Linked DNA regions of Zea mays: region 1 is linked to region 2. A link is a contact called in public Hi-C data. All regions are on one chromosome and are shown on one strand. The core of a region is the stretch at or near the end of the contact, and the rest is flanking DNA. Distances in the headings are between cores, read along the strand shown.

Region 1 (6,693 bases), core at 3,531-6,030, 540 kb before region 2:
GTCCTCTTGCCATCATGAAGCACAATGTCACTTTTTCTTAATTATAATTCATGATGACATCTTGAATATGCCCTCTGGTCATTGTATCTCGACGTTTCAGACAACAGAGTACAGCTAAATGCAGGCAAACATGGCTGTCTGAAACGTTAATTATTAATACCCGATGTAGTAGTATTCTCCATATTTCCAGTCAGTCAGAGAATTGGTAGTAGTTTAACCGTCCGTTGTGATAGCTTCTAATTTTCTAGAATTTCTGTGCAGTTCACGAGGCACTTGGCTTGAAAGGTTTGGACTTTCAGAGCATGTACCATTTTACAGTGGGCGCTCCTGTGCTTGACAAGAGGATAATGAGTCTCCCAGCTTACCCTGGTCCCGGAATTGACGCATGATATCTTGCCTCGGGGGAATTTTTTGTCGACAGATCAACAAAGAACCGTGGAGCCTGACTGTTTTGGTTTATGTGTAGTGGCATGCCTGAAATCTATGCATTGCATACCCCGGTACTAACCACTCGTATTTATCTAGTTGTTAGCCACGATGCTCCTATGTTGCACCAGCGTACAAGTATGTCCCGATGTTCCAGTGCAATTATTCTGGTCCTCAACCAGGTATATAGTTTGGTATATTGTGCAACTAATTTTTTTGCCACATTTACTAGAATAAGGAGGGCGTACAAAATTGTAGAAGTAGAGATACAACAAGAAGAAAAAAAACAGGGAATGTAAATCCTCTTTGCGACTATACACTTAGAACGAAATTTCTGCATGTATAGAATGGTTTATGCATCCTGTCCAAATCAGAATGGCATCTGTAAACTGATAGTGCCTGAATCTACCTGCTTGCTTCATCGATTCCTGTTCTTGCTTTTGACGTCTTTTGAAGGGAATTTGCTGCATAACGTGCTATAAAACTTCAAGTATGCCTTGCCCTGGTTTCGAATATGTAATGTAATAATAAAATTCCGTGAAAAGCTGCCAGTTGCACATACGTCTCGTGTTCGATACAATTAATCAATTATGTAGGAGTATCATGTAAAGAAAAATAAACATTCAGTGCTAGCGTGAGGATCTCTGATGGTACTATATGACTGCTTGCTTAGTTCGAAAAGAGAGATCTAGCCTGAGTCATGGCGCATGAATGCATGCGTCCGTAAAAGTGGGTGGGCGCCGAGCCACGACCATGACTCCCGAGCCCTCATTTTGGTTGGGTCGTAGGGCGGCGGCGCACATGTGGCGGTGGGGGCGCAGTGAAAAGACACAGCTGCAAAGATAGGCAGTGTTGCAGTGATGAACCCCCACTAGCGGCGAGGCGATAATGTTGTTTGCCAGGACCTGCTAAATTGCGGAAAATGCACGCCGAGCGCCCGAGCCTATCTGCCTGTCCTTTCCGTGCTCTGCCACAGCACCACTTCTAGTCAGCCATTTCGTCCAAGCCACTCCTCTCTTGATGGCTGAGGCGGTGACTGAGGTCACAGTCACAGGCACTTGCCATGTTCTTGTCCGTTGCGATCGTTATCGCGGTAGGTTTATTATTTCCATGTCTTTGACTTGCTCTCTCCGTATTATTAGGAGTAACTGCAATGCTCAAGCTCAACACCAGGGACACCGTGTCAATTGTGGGACACGATTGCTGGTAAATACATTCTCTACAGTTGTTACGCGGTACTGCACTACACTCTGGGTATCCACTCGTGCCCCTGTATGAAGCTGGCGACGCTGTACGCGTCGACGTGGACCTTGGGAACCTGGCTGCTCCACGCCACCCTCCGGCCCGCGGCGCTGCCGGGGCCGGCGCTGTCGTACTCGCCGTAGTAGAGCGTCTGGAGCGCGAAGTCCCCGTTCCACGGCATCCACCCCTGCGGCTGCACGATCTCCGCGAGCGTGCACCCGACGTACACGGTGCGGGAGTACTCCTTCCACGGGCGGCCCAGGTAGACGTGGTGCACGCCGGGCCTCTCGCGGTACAGCGCCATGTACTCCTCGCTGCCGTTGACGGAGCAGCGGCTGAGCACGATCCCCGTGGGCTGGGCCGGGTCGGTGCGGCCCTGCGCCGTGACGGCGTCGTTCTCGCCCTTCTCCGGCCGCAGCTGCCGCGGCAGCACGACGAGGGCGGTGTCGTGGAGCACCGCGGCGGAGTTGCCGAAGACGAAGTCGACGGTGCCCGCCACGCGGCACCGGGTGTAGAACTGGCGCATGGCGTGCGCGTACAGCGTGTCCTGGTGCCCCAGCAGCTCCACGCCGTCCAGCACCGTGCGGTCGCCCGTGGACCGGAACGCCACGGCCTGGTGCGCGTCGGGGCCCGCCGTGTTCGCGATCGTCAGGTCACGCGCCATGAACCCGTCCGCCAGCACGCCTGCAACCAGAAGTCCATGACACACTACTTGTTAGACCAACTCCGGCAGCACTCCGCATGCGGCTCCGTATCCCTATTTTGGACAGCGAAGCACACTATTCATCAGTCCAGCAGTCTCCGCATCCGTCTCCCTAAAACGTACGGCCTGTACCTTCACTCCCCCTTTACACGCTTTCTCTCTCCTCTCCGCAGCTCACTGCATGCGCGCGCGGCTGCTCGCGGGCCCAGGTGTCATAGACTGCATACGGAGTGCAAATACAGAGTGCAAATACAGAGTCTGCTGGAAACGGAGACGGATACGGAGAGAGAAAATGTTGGCCGTGCGTTTTAGGGATACGGAGAGGGAGTCTGCTGGAGTTGGTCTTAGCACGTGAATGTGCGATGGAGTGCACGACAGAGTTGAGACGGCGGCGTGTGGATTTGGACCGGAGCAGTTTCTTCTCGGTGGAGTGGTGGACTCAATGCACACGCGGCACGGCTTTTCGTTTGTGGGGCCGACCGGAGCACGGGAAAGTTTGCGTAGCCTAGGACTAGGACTACTGGACTGAACAGGCTCGTGAGTCGACGCTACGGCGCATTGTCTCTTCCCGTCACGGACCACATGCTCTGCTGGCCACACACTACACTGTTGAGCTTGCTACTGTTGGAAAGTGAATCCATTTGAATTTGCCTGTAGCAATGATTGGCTATCATGAAATGGATTTGTTGGTAGAGATTTAGGTGGTGTTTGGCTCGCCTAAATGGATTACATGGTAACAGATAACAATACATACTTTTGTTTAGTTGAGCTCTTTCAATTAATACTATGTACTACTATCCAATCTAATTATAACTAGTAACCATTACCGCCGGTAGGAGATCCTATTACCATTTCTCCTTAACAAGGTCTTAACCAAACATCACCAAATTTGCTCACATTGTAGCAAATATCTTAGGCAGATTAATTGGTGGACACAGATACTAGATGCGCTGCTTCTCTGTTTGGAGGGCTAGGCAAATGTTGTGTTCACATCACTTTAGTACCAAATGTTGTCCCAGCTGCCTAATTTAAAAATAAAAAAAGGAAAACAAACACTAGCAGTGTGCGCTATGGCCTAAATAAGGCTCCCGGTAACCAACCGCAACATCTAATCCAGAGAAATCGTTTAATGCTCCAGCTCCAGTCACGGGATGGCATTGATTCCACGCAAGCACACGCGTAGGCGTACGACGCCGCGTTCGTTCATCAGTGTAGAGTGTACACGTACGTTGACGCAGCAAGCGGGGACTCGGCCAAAAAAAAGAAGGTGCGGAAGTACTCGTGTTTATACGCACCTACGGTGGCGGTGTTGAAGGTGGACACGCCGGACGTGTCAGCGTTGAGATCGCCAGTGATGACCGTCTTCCCCATGCCGTCGCCAACGAGGACCACGTTGGTCTTCTCCCACGGCACGCTCACCGTCTCCCTGTACGCCCCCTCCTTCACGTGCACCACGAACGCGCCGTCGCCGTAGTCCGGCGCGGCCGCCACCGCCTCCCGCACCGTCCTGTAGTCGCACCCGGCGCCGCACACCGTCGCGTTCGCCGGCAGGCCCTTGGGCACGCCGAGCGCGTCCACGTCGGCACCCGAGCTCGCGGCGGGCGGGGGCCAGTACCCGTCGCGCTCCGTCTGCGGGGGCCGCCAGAGGGACGTCTCGTCGCCGTACCGCTGCCGCGCGGCGAGCATGGAGATGTAGTTGCTGTTCACGGTGATGGTGTCGTCGAGGTAGGCCATGGCGTCGGAGATGGTGCGGGAGAAGTTGACGTACTTGTACGCGGACCAGCAGTCGTAGAGGTGGAGCAGCGCCGTGGAGGCGGAGAGCAGCGGCGGCGCCGAGGGGGACGGCGAGAGGCGGCGGGAGGAGAGCGCGAGGAACGTGAGGCAGTTGGTGGCGGCGTTGGAGAGGTTCACGTTGGAGGAGGACGCCAGCACGGACTTGGCCGTGGAGACGGCGGGCGGGAGGCGGGCGCGGAGCGCCGAGAGCGTCGCGGCGAGGAGGTCGGCGGTGGAGGCATCGGGCGCGGCGCCGGAGAGCGTGGAGACGCAGGCCGGCTGGAACCGGGTGGCGTTGCAGGCCAGGAGCACCGCTAGCGGCGCGGAGGAGGGTGCTGGGGACGGGGACGGGGACGGAGAAGCGGGTGGGGTGCTGTGATGGTGGTGGTGGGAGCAGAGGGAGACGGGGAGATGGAAGAGGAGGAGGAGGAGGAGGAGGGGAAGGAGTCCAACTGCAGGAGGCATTGCTGATGGTTGGACGGCGTTGTGTGGGCGCCGCATGACCGAGAGGAGCAGAGCCGCTCTGCTTCTCGCTACTGACTCTGACTCAGCGGCGGCCGAGTGGTTAAATTGCGGATGGAGATGGCGACGGTTGGAGACGGGAAGGGTTCGATGGGGAGCTTGTGATGGGTGCAAATATAACGGAAATTAGGGAGGAAAGCATTCACGTCTCCAGAAGCGAATAGTTCCCGATGATTTCTAACTTTTTCTCACCAGGGGCGTGCTTATAAAGTGCAACGACAACCAAAGCTTCACGGGGTAACATGCGTCGTGGATGAGTTATTTGCTTCTTTTTCCCATCAAATATGCGGGCATTTAACTATTTGCTATCTCACGAAATCTTCTCAATCATGTGTCCCTGACAAATGAGTCACTGGTATGGCAAAAGATTTGCCATCCACCTTCAAAAAGTGATAAATAGTTAATTTTTTCTCAAATATGGGACTCGTCAGAATATTCTCGTTTTTATGAGCTTTGCTCATATCATATGCTTTTTAAACTGTGCACTCCTGCTAAAATCTCTATATGATCGTATTGTGGGCGTCCACACCATCACTATGCCCCCGCCACACTCCCCACACGCGGCGCCTCCATCACGCCATCACCGCTCTTCCCCACGCGATCTCGTTCCTCACGCCTGCGCCACCATCCCGCTATCATCGCTCACCCGAGCCATCACACCATCACCGCCCTTCCCCACGCGATCCCCTTCCCCATGCACTGCGCCACCATCCTGCCATTAACGCCGCAATCCCCACGGTGCAAGGAGCGATCGTGAAGGTCACCCCAAATCTGCCTTGCCCCCCGACCGGCCTCGCAATCCCTCCATCATCCAATCCAACGATGTTGGCACCCTTCAGTCGGCCCAAATCGACACCTCAATAAACTTCGAATCGCGGGCCTCGAGCTGGCGAGAATCGGCGCCATTGGTGGCTTAAGATCAGCTTTGCGCCCATGTTTGTTGTACACGTTGCGGCCATGCCGAGCATCAAGCTCGGCCTCTCGCAGGACAGCCACATCGGTGGGCTCTCAAAGGGAATTAGGCTTACACCTAGTTCCTAAATAATTTTGGTGGTTGAATTGCTCAACACAAATCTTTGGACTAACTAGTTTGCTCTAGTGTATAAGTTATACAGGTGTCAAAGGTTCACACTTAGTCAATAAAAAGATCAAATTTTGGATTCAACAAAGGAGCAAAGTGGGAACCGAAGGCCCTCTGGTCTGGGAGCACCGGACTGTCCGGTGTACACCGGACAGTGTCCGGTGAACCACCGGACAGTGTCCGGTGCACCAGAGGACTCCAGCTCAAACTCATCACCTTCGGGAATTTCCAGAGGCACTCGCGCTATAATTCACCGGACTGTCCGGTGTACACCGGACAGTGTCCGGTGCGCCATGGAGAAGCGGCCTCAGGAACTCGCGAGCTTCGGGAAACTCCAACGGCTAGTCCACTATAATTCACCGGACTGTCCGGTGTGCACCGGACTGTCCGGTGCGACTCCGGAGCAACGGCTACCTCCGCACCAACGGCTCTCTGCGGTGCAATAAATGCGCGCGCAGCGCGCGCAGATGGCAGGCGTGCCCATACTGGCACACCGGACAAGGAACAGTAGATGTCCGGTGTGCACCGGACACCCAGGCGGGCCCACAAGTCAGAAGCTCCAACGGTCAGAATCCAACGGCAGTGATGACGTGGCAGGGGGCACCGGACTGTCCGGTGTGCACCGGACTGTCCGGTGCGCCATCGAGCAGACAGCCTCCCAACGGCCACTTTTGGTGGTTGGGGCTATAAATACCCCAACCACCCCACCATTCATTGCATCCAAGTTTTTCCACTTCCCAACTACTACAAGAGCCCTAGCATTCAATTCTAGACACACCAAAGAGATCAAATCCTCTCCAAACTCCACACAACGCCATAGTGATTAGAGAGAGTGATTTGCTTGTGTTCTTTCGAGCTCTTGCGCTTGGATTGCTTTCTTCTTTCTTGATCCTTTCTTTGCAATCAAACTCACTTGTAATTGAGGCAAGAGACACCAATCTTGTGG
Region 2 (6,667 bases), core at 2,584-5,083:
CGAGGGCGTGTAAGCCATAAATGCACCAGTTCGAGGGGTTCAAAGGTCATGGTGCTATGTGGCCTGAGGGGTTTGTAGGTCATCAGCGAGAGACGGACTGACGCCCCTATTGTTGCTCATGTCAGGCGTAATAGAAAGCACAAGCACCACCTTACCTCAGCCGGAGCATCGAAGTAAATCTCGACAGGTCGACAGACAGGAACACGGTTAGGGTCTTAGGGGAACAAAGGAAGAAGAACAAAGATAGGAGACAGTCAGGAAGAAGAGCATAAGTGGGAGAACCGAAGGTGGGAGAACCGGAGGTGGAAGAACAATACAAACTTAGGGTTAATAACCACAATCCACCACAACTAGATCGAGAGAAGATAAGAGCACAACAAGTCCATAACAAACAGCTTATCGTCTTACCAGGAGTGTTAACCTCGTCAGATGTTGGCTAAAGGAAGAAGACGACGGAACACCAAATCATGTTATCGTCTCTTACCAAAATCGTGATCGAGCCACTGAGGTGAGGGGAAGATGGGAGAGGAACGTGAGGTGGAGGATCCTATCAAAGCTCGAAGCTCAGAGGTGATGTGGCGGCGGAGTGGAACTGGCGGTGGCGACACGGATCTGGAGGAACGGGGAATCACCCCAAATCACCAAACGCTAGAGAGCGAAGAGAACGAGATGGTTTGAGAGAGAGCGTGAGAACGGGCGGCTGACGAGGCAGAGCCAGGGGGAGAGGGCGACGGGTTAGGGTTCTAAAGGAGCTAGGTTTAATTGTGACTGAGAGCTAATCAGGTTGTGCTCATGCCAGCACAGGCATAGCACTAGCCACATGCCATGTCGGCACGGGCCTGGCACTGACCATGTCATATCGTGCCCAGGCACTATAGGCTGTGTCGTGCCCCGAGTCGGCCCGATTAGCCGCACTGTTGGCCATCTATACCCAAGATTGACAACCAGTGACCTGGTGTGGTGTAGTACTGTAGTTTTCCCCTTCAGGCTCCAACGAGGTGGCACCGGAACCTGGTGCCGCTCCGCGGGTGCTGCATTGCCGACGCCGACGAAGGCAAGCAGATGTTCCTCGTGTACGACTACATGCCCAATGGCTCGCTAGACCAGGACGGTGGCAAGCAGGTGTTGTCGGGATCCTGTGCGCCCACGTCACGGTGGTGTTCTGCCCGAGCATGCCGGAGGCACTGAGTATGCTGGAGGGGGGCATGGACGTGTTCCCGGCCTGCTGGACCGGCCGCAACCGCTCGGCCAGAGGATTGCGTTCGACGAAGGCGAAACCAATTTCAGCGCTTCATCGATCCTGAGCGGCGGCGGCCCATTCGTGGACTTCGGAGACATGCTCAGGTCTGCACGACGGCAGCGGCGACAAATGGATGTATATCCCTTCATATGTAACGTGTAGTGAAAATCCAAATACGTGCCATTGACAGTTCGACACAAATACTACACATTATGGTTTGACCCACTCACATAAACTATTCACTGTCCGGCAGATCATACGGTACCAATTAAGTTACTCACGGTGCAGAGTTCCGCTGCTCTGGCAGAGAGAGAGAGAGATGCACGACATCGGCACGTCATGCGACCGACACTGACACACATTATACGTTCATCCAAACATACCGGAAAGATAAAGATACAGTTGCCAGCGCACGAGGGCATACAAGCCAGCGGTGGTGGCTGGGTGAAATCCTCGGCGAGTGGAACGAGGGCATCCAGCAGTCTAATTGTTCTCCTGCAAGTTGGGATGGCTGGGCTGCACGCGGAAGGTGATTGGCATCTGGGCCGCCAGGTCCCGGTCAGGATGGTAACCCAGCTCAAGCTCTCTCATGCTGCCGCTCAGCGCGATATCTTGCTGGTGCTGCAGACAACCAAGGAAAACGGTGGCTTAGGCAAGCATTCTAAGTGTCAGACAGTTAAACAGCAGTAAAGCGGTAACTAGAGAATTAACTTGGTCTCTGAAAACTGTATGTCTGTATGCGGCACGCGTGATTTAAGCATCAAAGTAAAGGTAGTCTTAAATTCCAAAATGTTTTTTTCAGAGTGACGGAGTGGTCAGCCTTTTCAAGTACAAATTCAGCTCGCGGGATTCAACTCTGCAAGGACACTTACGAGTTTGAAGGCCAGCAATTTGTTCTCGTCTTCCATCATCTTAGTCTACAACAAACCAACAAGCAACAAAGCAGTGGATGAGGGAAAGAACTGAAAAGAACCATACACATGTTCAAATAAAATTCACAAGTACAGAATCATTAGCCAGATTACGGTCGTACGTTTGTCACACGCCTTTCCCAGTGCTCCATCTGCATCAGCAAAGCAACCGATATCAGAAATTAGTACACGGATGGCAATACCTGCAGCGTCAACCGCATTGATATCGACTGACTGGGTGGATTTGTTACCAGTTTCTCATTCAGGTTCGTCAGTCCATTATCAAGTGCCTCCTCGATCATGATCAGGTCTTTGGGTTGCAGCGAGTTTAGATCTTCACCTTTCAGGTGCCTGTACCATTAATAGGAGGAACTGAAGAGTTAATTTCCACAAAAAAAAGACCAATTATTCTAGCTTAAAATAACTATGAGGCCGCACTTTCTCTTTAAATAGAAACTTGATATGAAGATGGAAATTTTCCAAAAACAAAGAGTGGACAATTTATTCAAGTTTAAGCATTCACCTGAGCTCGATCTGCATGGTGTCGTTCTCTTTCTTTATACGGTCAATCTCTGCACTAAGGCTCTGAAACGGTTCGTGTGCGCATCAAATAGTCAGTCAGTATGTTCAACAAATTTAGGAGGCCAGCAAACTGATTGTTAAGCTCTATAGAAGAGGGGTTTCCGTTGTGTCCGGAGACCAAATATCACCTTGTGCTTCTCACCCCACAGTATCTTTCCAGAGTTGGTCTGGTACTTCTCCAGGATTTTTGATAGCCTACGTCATACCAGAATGGCATCAGTCACAGATAGAGGCGTGAGTGTTGCTAGTGTGTCGGTTCAACATCAGATACAGAACGCCAGTCATAACTATTTTAATAAAGAGAGGTATAGGTGGTTTACCTATACAAATAGAAAAAATATATACTTTAAACCGACAAGAAGCCACTCAGGCAAAAAAAAAAAAAAAAAAAAAAATTCCTAGACCTCATATAAGGTCGTTCTTGAGAAATAGACAAGAACAGTCACAGTACCGGCAAAAATCTTAATCCTGCACCTAATTGCACTGTCTGTTCCCCTATCCGAACCAACTTAAAATTCCATAGTAGTCACAGTAATGGAAAATATAACAGTATCCAAATCCAACCAAAAATAGAACAGTGCAGAGCAGACTAAGGGGGAGTTTGGTTTCGATTAATTTTTAGTCCCCCGTTTTATTTTATTTTAGTCTCTAAATTGTCAAATACAAAACTAAAAGTCTATTTTAGTTTCAAATGGATTAGTCGCCCCGATATAGATCCTTTCTCTAGTCCGGCAAAACCCGGAACAATATACTATGGCACAGCGAAAAGATAAACAGACACCGCAAGCAAACCAGGGAGTAGGAAACGGCACGCACGATGTCTTCGGGGAGCAGTAGTCGTAAAGCTTGCCGGCGCTGGAGAAGACGACGACGCCGACCTCGGCGTCGCAGAGCACGCTGATCTCCCGCGCCTTCTTGAGGATCCCGTTGCGGCGCTTGGAGAAGGTCACCTGGCGGTTGGTGGAGTTCTCGATCCGCTTGATCTCGATCTTGCCGCGCCCCATCTTTGTTCCCCTTCTCTCCTCCTGCGACTTCCCAAGGAAGGCTCGCCTCTTCTCCCCTTCCTGAGCAGGAGCCTGGAGCCGCTCGGTTGGTGGTGGTGCCGGTGCGGTGTGGTGTAGTTGGGAGGGGCGGTGGTGGTGGGAGGGGAGGAGTAAAGAGGATCGCCATGGCAGGAAGAGGAATGGCGATGAGGGGGGCTTTCGGGTTTGTTCAGAGGCGCGCGCCGGAAACGGCAAAATGGCCTGTATGCTTTGCGTCCGCGGGGCAACTTGGCTTCACCTCGCTGTCCGGTTGGGGTTGATGGCAAAGCCGAAAGCAGGGGAAGAGGTACTGTACTTGGTGCGGTATAATGGCGTTGTGTACTTCCATGGCCTCGTGTCGTGTCGTGTCGACGACTTTGAGAATGACGAGATTGACAAGACAATAAAAGAATATGATAAATTTATCATATATTTAAAGATTTAAACTTGAACACGAGCGTATGAAAAACGATTACCCACGTGATTGAACTCTGAATTATGGTTTTTGTTAGGCATTAACTCTAACTAAGGATGGCAATGAATCATGATCCAAATATTTATTTATAATTTGTTTGAGCTTTAAATTAATTTAGTTTAAAACTAAATATAAATAGAGTTGGATTCTAATCTGATCTTTAAATTATATAGTATAAAGTTTAGAGCTCCTTATCATCTCTAAGATCAACTTCAATAGTTCTCTAAACAACTCACTAAATTTTGAATTTAAGAAGTAAACAAAAAAATTGTTCTCCAATAGTTCTCTAAATAAACTTACTAAATGTAGTTACTAATGTAGCAATTGTATGTCTAGATAGCCACTCTGCGTGCCAGTTGGCGCTATTTTTTCAAACACCGTCGTCCGGGAGATGGAAACTGTCAACAGGAAAGGAAATCTCATCAGATCTTCAATGGTTTCATGTGTAGGACACTTAAGTTTCTATATTGAAGTTCTAAGATTTCATGTGTAGGGCACTTAGGTTTCTGCACATAGTGCGTGACAACTTTCTCGAAACAGCCTCAAATTTTTTACCATAGGCTCTACATATGATACCATGGCATGTGGATAAATTTCATGATTTTCTGACTTTGCTTATATTTTATACAATTTTAAAACAGTTGGATGACAAGTTCACGGTCATGTTTCGTGAGCATGGTGCTCGACAATTCCGATATGTTCCTAAAATAGGCCGTAACTTGTGCTAAATAACATGAATAGCATTTTTCACTAGTAGAAAAAGGCTCAAAACCTGCGGTGCGGTATATTTTTATAGGCGGATTCGGTTATCAACCGCCTATGCTATCTTTAGTGGCGGTTTCTTAAGAAAACCGCCACTAGAAATCGTATTTCTAGAGGCGGTTCCTTATGAAAACCGTCTGTAGAAATCCATGATTTCTAGTGGCGATTTTTTTAAGAACCCGCCTGTAGAAATCGATTTCTAGTGGCGGTTTTCTTAAGGAACCGCCACTAGAAATCATTTTTATCCTTAATTTTTCGAGTTTTTCAAACGACATCGTATGACAAAACCATCAAAATAAAAGTTGTAGATTTCTAAAAGTTATAAAATTTTGTAGTTGACAACTTTTTTATTTGAAATCATTTCGGCTCTAAAAATTGTATCTAAATTTGTTAAATTTAAAATTCAAATTTTGCAAACGACCTCGGATGAAAAAATGTCAAAATGAAAGTTTTAGAACTTCAAAAATTATTCAACTTTGTAGTTGACAACTGCTTTATTTGAATTCGTTTACGGTCTCAAACAAGCAATTTACACTCAGTTGGTTGTAATATGTGGGCAACAAAACTAAAAACTAGACACAAAACATGTCATAGCCGGAGTGATAGAGGAGGGTAAGCATGAGGGTGAGGTCAGTGGTTCGATTCCTAACAACCGCGTAGTGCACAAAAAATTCCGCGACTTGCGACTTCGACGAAGATAGACAGGTGGGGGTGGGTGGGCCGCGAGGCCTGCCTAATAAAAATATTTTTCTTGCTATTTTTAAAATCCGTTTTATGTTTCTTGGAAACGATTTTCATTGGCGGTTTTATTACACCGACCGTCGGTGAAAATCGATTTTCGACTTCGACGAAGACAGACAGGTGGGGGTGGGTGGGCCGCGAGGCCTCCCTAATAAAAATATTTTTCTTGCTATTTTTAAAATCCGTTTTATGTTTCCTGGAAACGATTTTCATTGGCGGTTTTATTACACCGACCGTCAGTGAAAATCGATTTTCGGTTCTCAGTTACCCGCCTATAAAAATGATAATTTCTACTGGCCCCTAGCACTAGCGGTTACGAAAAACGTCACTGTAAATAGGTTTACAACCGCCACTATAGAGCTTATCTGTACTAGTGTTTGTATTCATAGTTTTCTATTTTCGAGTGACTTGCAGTTCAAATCTAAATTATTCGAAGGAATTCAATTAAACGAACAAAATCTAATAGGTATAGCAAAAAAGTTTATAACTGTGCCAAATTTGAACATGTAGATCTACATAGTGTAGGAACACACCACAAAAAGTTTGGTGCAAAAAGAAAAGAATAAAAACATACTTTGCCGAGTGTCAAAGGAAGACACACGTCAAAGTATTCTTTGTCGAGTGTCGGTCGGGGGACGATCGGCAAAGTTTTTTTTTTAAAAAAATAAAACATTTTTTACTGAGTGCTTGTCAGTGGACGCTCGGCTAATAATTCATTGCCGAGTGTCAGATCCAGGACACTCCGCAAAAAAATTAAAATAAAAACAACTTTGTTGAGTGCGAGATCGCGAACACTTGGCAAAGAACGTTACATTAATAGACCAGCGCGGGCCCTCTCCTTCTCCTTTCACTCTCTCACTCACCGCACGCCACAGAGCGCTGCCGCCTCGGTCGCTGCCTCTGTCAGCGCCCCGTCGCCTCGGTCGCCGTGCCA

Evidence for each region. A called contact is a pair of places that touch in the nucleus more often than the background predicts.
Region 1: a contact with region 2 is called in a Hi-C map of tassel, with 2.2 times the contacts expected there. The contact joins the promoter of LOC103650921 here to the promoter of LOC542019 in region 2. A contact is called at or near these places in 2 of 25 Hi-C or Micro-C datasets (leaf and tassel).

What each region holds. Positions count from the first base shown.
Region 1 is chr3:176,610,290-176,616,982 of Zm-B73-REFERENCE-NAM-5.0, reverse strand. LOC103650921 (probable pectinesterase/pectinesterase inhibitor 51) reads right to left here and starts at 4,780. Exons shown (of 2, transcript NM_001346721.1): 1 at 3,667-4,780; 2 at 1,612-2,352. The coding sequence starts at 4,645. The coding sequence ends at 1,670. LOC103650922 reads left to right here. Exons shown (of 3, transcript XM_008676517.4): 3 at 262-849. The coding sequence ends at 389.
Region 2 is chr3:176,072,088-176,078,754 of Zm-B73-REFERENCE-NAM-5.0, reverse strand. LOC542019 (MADS16) reads right to left here and starts at 3,833. Exons shown (of 7, transcript NM_001111666.1): 1 at 3,550-3,833; 2 at 2,862-2,928; 3 at 2,675-2,736; 4 at 2,403-2,502; 5 at 2,274-2,303; 6 at 2,113-2,157; 7 at 1,446-1,861. The coding sequence starts at 3,737. The coding sequence ends at 1,724.